Linked DNA regions of Mus musculus: regions 1 and 2 are each linked to region 3. The links are chromatin contacts, called in public HiChIP or PLAC-seq maps. All regions are on one chromosome and are shown on one strand. Each heading gives the region's core, a stretch centred on a gene start, on an enhancer-like site or on the middle of the called end of the contact. The rest is flanking DNA. Distances are from core to core; before and after follow the strand shown. Region 1 overlaps Golm1 (golgi membrane protein 1). Region 2 overlaps Naa35 (N(alpha)-acetyltransferase 35, NatC auxiliary subunit). Region 3 overlaps Tut7 (terminal uridylyl transferase 7).

Region 1 (2,700 bases), core at 53-2,552, 140 kb before region 3:
GAGCATGCTGGCACCAACAATTCTGAACTCTTTCTGGCTAGCTTTGGCCATCCAGGAGACAAGCCATCTGTGGGCTGGAGGCCTGTGGCCATAGGTTTTCAGCCTCAAGGGACTTCACGACTAGGACACAGATGATTAAAGAATCCCTGCACAGAGCCCCTGGCGTGGCCACATTGTATTGTACCCAAATGGGAATCTTGTCCATATATCTTGTCTCCTGTTCAGGAGGTGACACTTGCACCCAAGTGATCTGCTCCTGAGCTAGTTAGACAAGCTGGTGAACGTCCCCAAGGACATTTGCCCAAAACTGTCCATCCCAGATAGAATACCAGTGGCAGACTAACTTATTCCAAGTCTAGAGTAGTAAACCAGTGAGCTTAACTGAGTTACTTAGGAATCAGGGATAAGGGCTACGTGCAAGGGCACGGACAACTTAAGGCAGGTACACCACTACAGAAGAGGCTCCCCACCCGCCACAGTTAGCTGTTAACTAACCACTCACACAGCCGTGAGTGGCCCTCGTGCATTCAGTGCCTGCCTCGTGAGCTGCCTGTGAGCAGCCAAGGAGCCTTTGCGGCTGTCTATAAGTCAATGGGAGGGGTCAGTTCAATGTTAAGCAGGTGTGGGTTTCAAGATGGCAGTGGTCACGCCCTGCCTGGAGGTCAGAGTTTCATGGCAAGTTACCAGGGCCATGACCATCACTCCTAATGATCCCACTTGTGACGGCTAACCCTACCTGTCGAGTGCAGAGGATCTGAAATCACCTAAGAGACAAACCTCTGGGCACGCACGTCTAGGAGGAAGCATCTCCATGGGGTAAACTGAAACATCAAGGCCTGGCCACGTGACAGCCGCCATGATGGACTGGCCTTTAACCGTGAGCCAGATAAGCACTTTGTCACCTCTGCCACAGCCTGAGGAAGGCAATGGATCCACCATGGGTTCTAAACCCCAAGTAACTGTAGACACCAACGTGCCAAAACCAAAGGGAAAATAGCATCAAGAAGAGGGTTGCTGGGGTGCTTTCCCTCCACGCTTACTTTATGGTATTAGGTTAGAAAGTGTAAAGGGAACTTTGAGCATGTCACGTGGGACCCTGCACTCCTTTAGATAGGTACGGCCCCCATAGACTGGTGTGTGTGTGTGTGTGTGTGTGTGTGTGTGTGTGTGTGAATGCTTGGCCATTGGGAGTGGCACTGTTAGGAGGTGTGGCCTTGCTGAAGGAAGCGTGTCCCTAGAGTGTGGGCTCTGAGGTCTCTGAAGCTCACAGTTCATTTCCTGCTGCCTGCTGATCTGGACGTAGAACCCTGAGCTCCCTCTCCACACTCTGCAGCCTTCCTTCTTGCATACCACGTCTGGGAGGCTCAATTCCACGGTCCACAGTCATTCCGAGTAAGATGCACTAACCACGTGGGTTAGTGGTTTCCCCCCACAGAAGCAAATCTGTCTGGATCACTTCCTGTTCCTTTAAGCAACCCCAATAAAACTCACTGGTTCACCACGGTGGACTTGGGGGGTATCTGTTTGGGTTTCTTGCTGGTTCCCTATCTGGGGCAAGTAGACAAGCTTTCAGTCACCCCAGGAATAGTCACTCGGGGAGAAACCAGGAAGCTGACAGCACCTCAGTGCACCCTAGGGTAAGTGAGGATCACCCAGCCAGAGGCCCCGTCCTTCCTTCCACCTATCCACTGCTCCTGAATTTGCATGGCTGGAATCAAACCCAGGCTCCACCAGCAGGCAGCTGTTCATCTGGGAGCTCCTCTTGCACACAAAGCAAGGAACAGGCCTCTGTAGCTTCTTCTCCATCCCCCTCACATCTTCCGTTCAGTCCTTTCTGACCCGGGAACTTTATTTCCATCACAAAGGAAATGCACTCTAAGGATTTTCTTTGTGTCCCGCAAGGCAAATTAACTCACACAAAAAGTATAAAAGTCAAGGCAGACACACAGCTGCCAGGAACCAGCCAAGCAGAGGATGCCACAGACATTGACGGAAGCTATTTCTGACTAAGGTTTGGCAAGCAAACATGGGCAGGAAGCTCTGCATTTGTCCCAACAGTGCTACTGAGTAGCCAAGGATCTCCCCACCTCTTCCTCTAGGTGGGCCAAACAGTAAATACCCTGCCCCGACCCAGGACCCGCAGGACATCTCCAGACCTCAAATCAGCCTTCTGACAGAAACATAACAGAATGAACTCCAACCTTAGGAGATAATGCAGAGCCACACAAGTGAATATTTATGGGATTCTGTCAATAATTAAAACCCCCAAGTTTCAAACCTTTAGAAATGTGTTTTAAGCAGCGTACAGGCTCACACCTACAATTCTAACACTCCAGAGGCTGACTGGAGGACCACATCCCAAGTCTAAAGATAAGTAAATTAATGAATAAAACCAAATAAAGACAAATTTGTTTTATATGTACCCATATATGCACCTGTTAAAGGAAAATAAGGAGTTGGGAATAATGGCTTTTGCCGCTAATCTTCGTATTTGGGATTCTGAGGAAGGAGGATTGCTGTGAGTTTAGGACCAACCTGGGCCACATAGTAAGTTTCAGGTCAGACTACCTCCAAACCATGAGGCTGGAGAGATGGGTAGCAGTGGAGAGGACTTGCTGTGCAAGCTCAGGTCCCAACAGCCACATGACAGACAGGAGGACTGCAGCAACAGCCACAGCCACGTGGCAGACAGGAGGACTG
Region 2 (2,700 bases), core at 27-2,526, 200 kb before region 3:
GGCCATCTTCTGCTGCTTGCTGGGGGCTGGAACATGGGTCCCCTTATTCTATTACCAACTTTCTGTTTTCCGACTCCCTCACTGCCTAAGATTGGCTATCCTGGAACTTGCCCTGTAGATTGACCTTGAACTAAGAGACCTGCAGGGCTCTGTCTCTGGATTAAAGGTGTATCCCTCCATGCCTGGATTTAAGCTTTTCTTCACCTAGAACTTGCTCTGTCTCTCAGGCTGGCCTTGAAGTTAGAGATCTGCTTGGCTTTATCTGTTGGGATTAAAGGTGTGTGCCACCATGCCTGGATCTAAATTATCTGGGTAGGATTCTGCCCCAAAGTCCCACTGCCTTAATTTGTTATCTCCTTGAACACAAGATTCACTTCCTGGTACCCTCTTTAATACTTAAACCATATATTGTATATTTTTCCTTTCTAAGTTTGCTATGCTTGTTTAAAATCCTCTTCATGAGACTTAACCAGAAAACCAAGTCTGTGATAGGCGTTTCTGAGACTTCTCTGTCAAGGCAATTAATCTGAGTCTCTTTGCCTTAGCCTCAGGCAGACTCTTCAGACAAGGGCAAAAAGTAGCCACATTCTTCACCAAAATATCACAAAAACAGTTTCTATGCCACATATTGAAATGCTTCTTTCTCCACTGAACTCTCTTGGGCCCTGTCTGCACATTGCAAATCACTCAGAGCAACAAAGTCTTCCATATTCCTACTAGGATGGCCCATTAAGTCCCACTTAAAACATTCTATGGCAAGCAGGGCGTGGTGGCACATGCCTTTAATCCCAGCATTTGGGAGGCAGAGGCAGGTGGATCTCTGAATTCGAGGCCAGCCTGGTCTACAAAGTGAGTCCCAGGACAGCCAAGGCTACACAGAGAAACCCTGTCTCGAAAAAAACAAAACAAAACAAATTCTATGGCTTTGCAAATCCAAAGTCCCAAAATCCACATTCCTCCAAACAAAAGCATCAAAAGCATGGTCAGGCCTATCACAGCACTACCCCACTCCTGGACCCACCTTCTGTCTTAGGGTTTTACTGCTGTGAACAGACACCATGATCAAGGCAACTCTTATAAGGACAACATTTATTTGGGGCTGGCTTACAGGTTCAGAGGTTCAGTCCATTGTCATCAATGTGGGAGCATTGCAGCATCCAGGCAGGCATGCAGCAGGCAGAGCTGAGAGTTCTATGTATTCATCTGAAGGCTGCTTGCAGAATACTGGCTTCCAGGGAGCTAGGATGAAAGTCTAATAGCTAAGACCCACAGTGACACACCTACTCCACCAAGGCCACACCTTCTAATCGTGCCACTCCCTGGGCAGAGCACATACAAACCATAATACTAATAAACCCTTTTCTTCCCCCAGTTCCTTTTAGTCAGGGTTTTATCCTAGCAACAGAAAGCAAACTGCTGCAGGTCTGGTAAGATGGGGCAGTGCTGTGAGAGAAGGTGAGTGGTTAAAAGCATTGGCTGCTCTTGTACAGGACCAGGGGATGGTTCCCAGGACCCTGATAGTGGCCTACAACATCTGTAACTCCAGTTTCAAGGGATATGATATTTCCTCAGGCATTTGCGGGCACCAGGCACACCCATGTGGTATACATATCCATGTACAGGCAAACACTTAGACAAGTTTTTTAAAAAGAGAATTTTTTTGTTTTGTTTTATATATGTTTTATGTATGTGAGTGCTCTATTTTCATGCACACCAGAAGAGAGAATCGGACCTATTACAGACTGTCATGAGCCACCATGTGGGTGGGATTAAACTCAGGACCTGCAAGAGTACCCTTAACCACTGAGCCATCATCCCTCAACACCATGGAAAAAGTTTACTTAGGGTTTATATTGCTGTGATAAAACAGTATGACCAAAAGCAACTTTGGAAGCTAAGATTTGCCTCAATTGAGGGAAGTTGGGGCAGAAGTTTGGAGGTTAGAACTGTTACAGAAAACTTGGAGGGGTGCTGCTTACTGGCTTTTCTTTCTTTCTTTCTTTCTTTCTTTCTCTTTTTGTTTTGTTTTGTTTGAGAAAATGCCTTCATGAGATCAGGCTTTGGGAAGGTTATAGGGCATTTTCTTTTTTGTTTTGTTTTTGTTTTTGTTTTGTTTTTTTGAGACAGGGTTTCTCTCTGTATTGCTCTGGCTGTCCTGGAACTCACTTTGTAGACCAGGCTGGCCTTGAACTCAGAAATCCACCTGCCTCTGCCTCCCAAGTGGGCAGGTGGTCCTGGGCTTTATAAGAAAAGACTAAGCAAGACACGAGGAGCAAGCCAGTGAGCAGCAGTCTTCCATGGCCTCTGCATCAGCTCCCGCCTCCAGGTTCCTGCCCTGTGTGAGTCCCTGCCCTCCCTGCCCTCACTGTGAATGAAATAAGCCTTTTATTCCCCAAGTTACTTTGAGTCATGGTGTTTCTTCAGAGCAGTAGTAACCCTATCTAGGACAGTCTCTCCTCACAGAAAGACAACAGTAGCTAAGACATTTCAGTGTAACCTGTGGTCTCGGAGCTGTTAGTGAAAGGTGAATTTACTTGCGTTATTCTGTTGATTTTGTTGTGTTTATTCCTCTCCTCTTCACTATTATTCTAGCATGGTTATTCTTCTATGGCTTTGTAAACAGCTGTTTTTCTCCCCAGCCTAAAGGATTACTTCAGGTATCTTTTGTAAAGTTGTCTGGGTCGTTATAAATCCCTTTAG
Region 3 (2,788 bases), core at 50-2,549:
TGGGTTTATTTTCCTTTCAGGTGAGTGTCAGTTACCACACATACAAAACACCCTAAGGATATGCAAGCCTCCAAACATACCTTAATTGCTTTGGATGTACAACAAAAGACCAAATAGGAGCTTCCAGAAAGGTCTTTAAACCATGAAGACATTGACTCTCCCCCACTCCCCTAGGTAGTTACCTCCCTTGGAAGAGTACCGTAGGTATGGCATGCAAGAGAAGCGTCTGTGCTGTCTCATCTATGCTGCACGCAACTATATCTATACACAGTTTAACTAAGATCTCATGGCCTGCTGTGGAGAGTGGTCTAACTCAGTCTACTTCCTGCTAGGACTAGCTAAAATTGAAGTCATGCAGCAATTTGGAATGGTATTTTTGCTGTTTTTCAGACCAAAGCGTCTGCGCCCAGTCTGACCTCAGATTCAAAGCCCTCTTGCCTATGTCCCCTTTGTTTTGGGATACAAGCACATAGCATTGTGCCTTGGCATGTTAAAGTATGGCTGTCATCCCCACTGGAGTAAATCCTGATGGTTACACAGACCCTACAACCTATTCAGAATTTTACTTTAGAAATACTGTCAAAGGTAGTTTATAAACCACATTAATGAGGATCAACTTTGAGGGGATATAGTGGGTTACTCCTTATGGTAGACTTAATCTCACCCCACACCATTCAGCAAATCCCAGGTAGACCCTGGTTTGACTATTCTCCTGAAGTCAGGAACACCATCAGAATACAGATTCAGAACAAAGCCATGAGAGTCCCTGAGCAGTGGCAGTGTAGTCAGCCACTGAGTCAACAGTGTCTCCACCAGCACTGCTTCTGAAGTGTCCCTCAGTGACAGGTGTGGCTGGAAGGATGGCCCCCACCTGGCATGCACAAGATACTGGATCCTGTCTCCAGCACTTTCCAGACTTTGTTATCAGAAAGAAAGCAGCCTCAGAGAACACATCCAAGTCTGGGTGTGGCACTGTGCTAATAAAACTGTAAAAACAGGCAGCAAAGAGTGTCCTGAGGGCACACGCCACAGGCTCAGGCCTCAGGCTGAGGCAGGAGGAACAGAGTTGCAGACAAGTCTGTCTTCAGGGAGAGAGGAACAAATCACCCCCACCCCCACAAGCAGGCTCTGAGCTGCATCTTAACAAAGTCTCCTCTCTGCTGCCTCCTGATACACACGATCAAAGCCACCCAATTACAGAATTTCTCAAAGCAGAAGGGAACAGAAATTATTCCTTCTGTTATCTACCAAAGGACACATGTTTTGGTGCTAGTAAGACCAAGTTTGTCTCAAATGCAGGTCCTGAGCTATAAAGCTAATACTCACCACGGACAAGCAAACCGACATCACAGGTAACGGGGGATAGGTAGGTGTACTGGTCTAGTAGCCAAGCCAATGGGCACTGGTGAAGGTGGTCTAGCTTCACGGAATCTAGTCCAATCTGTACTACACTGGAAAAGCCCCTTTAAAGCTATCCAGTCTCTGTGTGTATGTGTGTGTGTTGTTTTTTTGGTGAGACAGGCTCTTGCTAGGCAGCCCAGGCTGACCTTGAACTTCTAGCAAACCTCCTTCATGAGGCTCCCAGGAGCTGGGACCACAGGTGTGCACCACCCATGCCCAGCCAGAGCTTTGTTCTACTCTTCACACCCCCTCCAAGAATGTCAGCGCAGAAGCCAGAGGCTGTGCTTCCTGGTGCACTGCATGTGGAATGCCCCGTACATTCCAGATGCCTCGCAGTTCTGCCAGTGAGGACGGCGCTAACCACATGCTCACAGCACATGTGTGTTCACGTGGCAACCGTACCTCAGCAGTCTCATGTCCGTTAATCGTCATACAGACGTCAAGGTCACTCTGTTTGAACCCAAATCCATTTTTGGAGGAGCCAAACAAGCTCAATTTAGTTCCTGTTAGGGACAGATGACAAGTAATAGCTCATTACCTGAGTACATGTAATTAGTTTTTATTTAAAAAATGGCCCTTTCATGAATCCAAAATACCAATTGCTAACTATCCTCTTGTAATTAAGGTCTTCAAATATTTTATAACAATTATTCACTTATTTATTTATTGTGTCAGCATGTGTGCATAAGGAGGTCAGAGGACAACATAAACATGCAGGAGTTGGGTTTTCCTTCCATTATCTGAGCGGTGAAGTCAGGGACCAGGCTTGGCAGGAAGGTCATTTATCTGTTGAGCCATCTTGCCTGCCTCAGCATCTTTTTCACTACACATTGATTCTTAATGATTCCCTTAGTTTACTTAAATACACAGCTGTATATGACATGAAAGAATAGTGGACATCACTTTATGCCAAAATGCAAGGATGTTTCGAGGAAAGATGTAGGCCATCCTATGACATTTCATACTCTAAGAGCAATGCTTCCTACGTACTTTAGAAGATTGGTTTTTACCTTTGTGTGTGGCTCAATACACAAGTGCACACACTCAGAGGTCAGAGTGTCTGCAAGCCACTTCTCCTGCTCCTGTAAGTGTGCATGACTTAACTGCAGTCCCCAGTGAATTCACCTCTTATGGCCTGGGTGATCCCACACTGCCATCTTCCTATTGGTAATTAGGTAAGCTGTGAAGTTAATATGCCTGGAATACGTATGTTACCTTTCTTTTCCTAAAGAGGAAAAAAAAAATTATTTACCTGGAAAATCCTGTTTTATGAAACTTTCTAGATTTTGCCGGATATGTTCACGAGCCTGATCTTCTACAATAGTTGGAGAAAAATCCTCTGTTTAAAAACAGATAGGTATAATGAGTAGGGGAGTGGCTTTAAAAG

What was found. HiChIP or PLAC-seq counts read pairs in DNA pulled down with a chosen protein or histone mark.
Region 1: a contact with region 3 is called in an H3K27ac HiChIP or PLAC-seq map of embryonic stem cells, with 5 read pairs. The contact joins two enhancer-like sites. A contact is called at or near these places in 1 of 484 Hi-C or Micro-C datasets (nephron progenitors), 2 of 115 datasets of contacts at active chromatin or transcription factors (both in embryonic stem cells) and 3 of 9 other capture datasets (adipose tissue, embryonic stem cells and liver).
Region 2: an H3K27ac HiChIP or PLAC-seq map of embryonic stem cells shows a contact between it and region 3, with 5 read pairs. The contact joins two enhancer-like sites. A contact is called at or near these places in 3 of 39 promoter capture datasets (macrophages, pre-B cells and stem cell-derived epiblast-like cells), 5 of 484 Hi-C or Micro-C datasets (cortical neurons, embryonic somatosensory cortex, embryonic stem cells and 2 more), 6 of 115 datasets of contacts at active chromatin or transcription factors (bone marrow-derived macrophages, effector CD8 T cells and embryonic stem cells) and 4 of 9 other capture datasets (adipose tissue, embryonic stem cells, liver and 1 more).

What each region holds. Positions count from the first base shown.
Region 1 is chr13:59,655,304-59,658,003 of GRCm38.p6, forward strand. The region is part of intron 3 of Golm1 (golgi membrane protein 1); the gene reads right to left. Among named protein-coding and RNA genes, the nearest start is that of Golm1, 19 kb to the right of the region's middle. Within about 2 kb of position 1,303, at least 139 of the 459 cell types and tissues checked have an H3K27ac peak or open chromatin away from gene starts, as enhancers often do. A contact at or near this core is called in embryonic stem cells, where this site is marked.
Region 2 is chr13:59,591,540-59,594,239 of GRCm38.p6, forward strand. All of the region lies in intron 2 of Naa35 (N(alpha)-acetyltransferase 35, NatC auxiliary subunit), which reads left to right. Among named protein-coding and RNA genes, the nearest start is that of Naa35, 7.6 kb to the left of the region's middle. Within about 2 kb of position 1,277, at least 13 of the 459 cell types and tissues checked have an H3K27ac peak or open chromatin away from gene starts, as enhancers often do. A contact at or near this core is called in embryonic stem cells, where this site is marked.
Region 3 is chr13:59,795,017-59,797,804 of GRCm38.p6, forward strand. Tut7 (terminal uridylyl transferase 7) reads right to left here. Exons shown (of 27, transcript NM_001373962.1): 15 at 2,654-2,740; 16 at 1,804-1,904. Among named protein-coding and RNA genes, the nearest start is that of Etohd2, 26 kb to the left of the region's middle. Within about 2 kb of position 1,300, at least 24 of the 459 cell types and tissues checked have an H3K27ac peak or open chromatin away from gene starts, as enhancers often do. A contact at or near this core is called in embryonic stem cells, where this site is marked.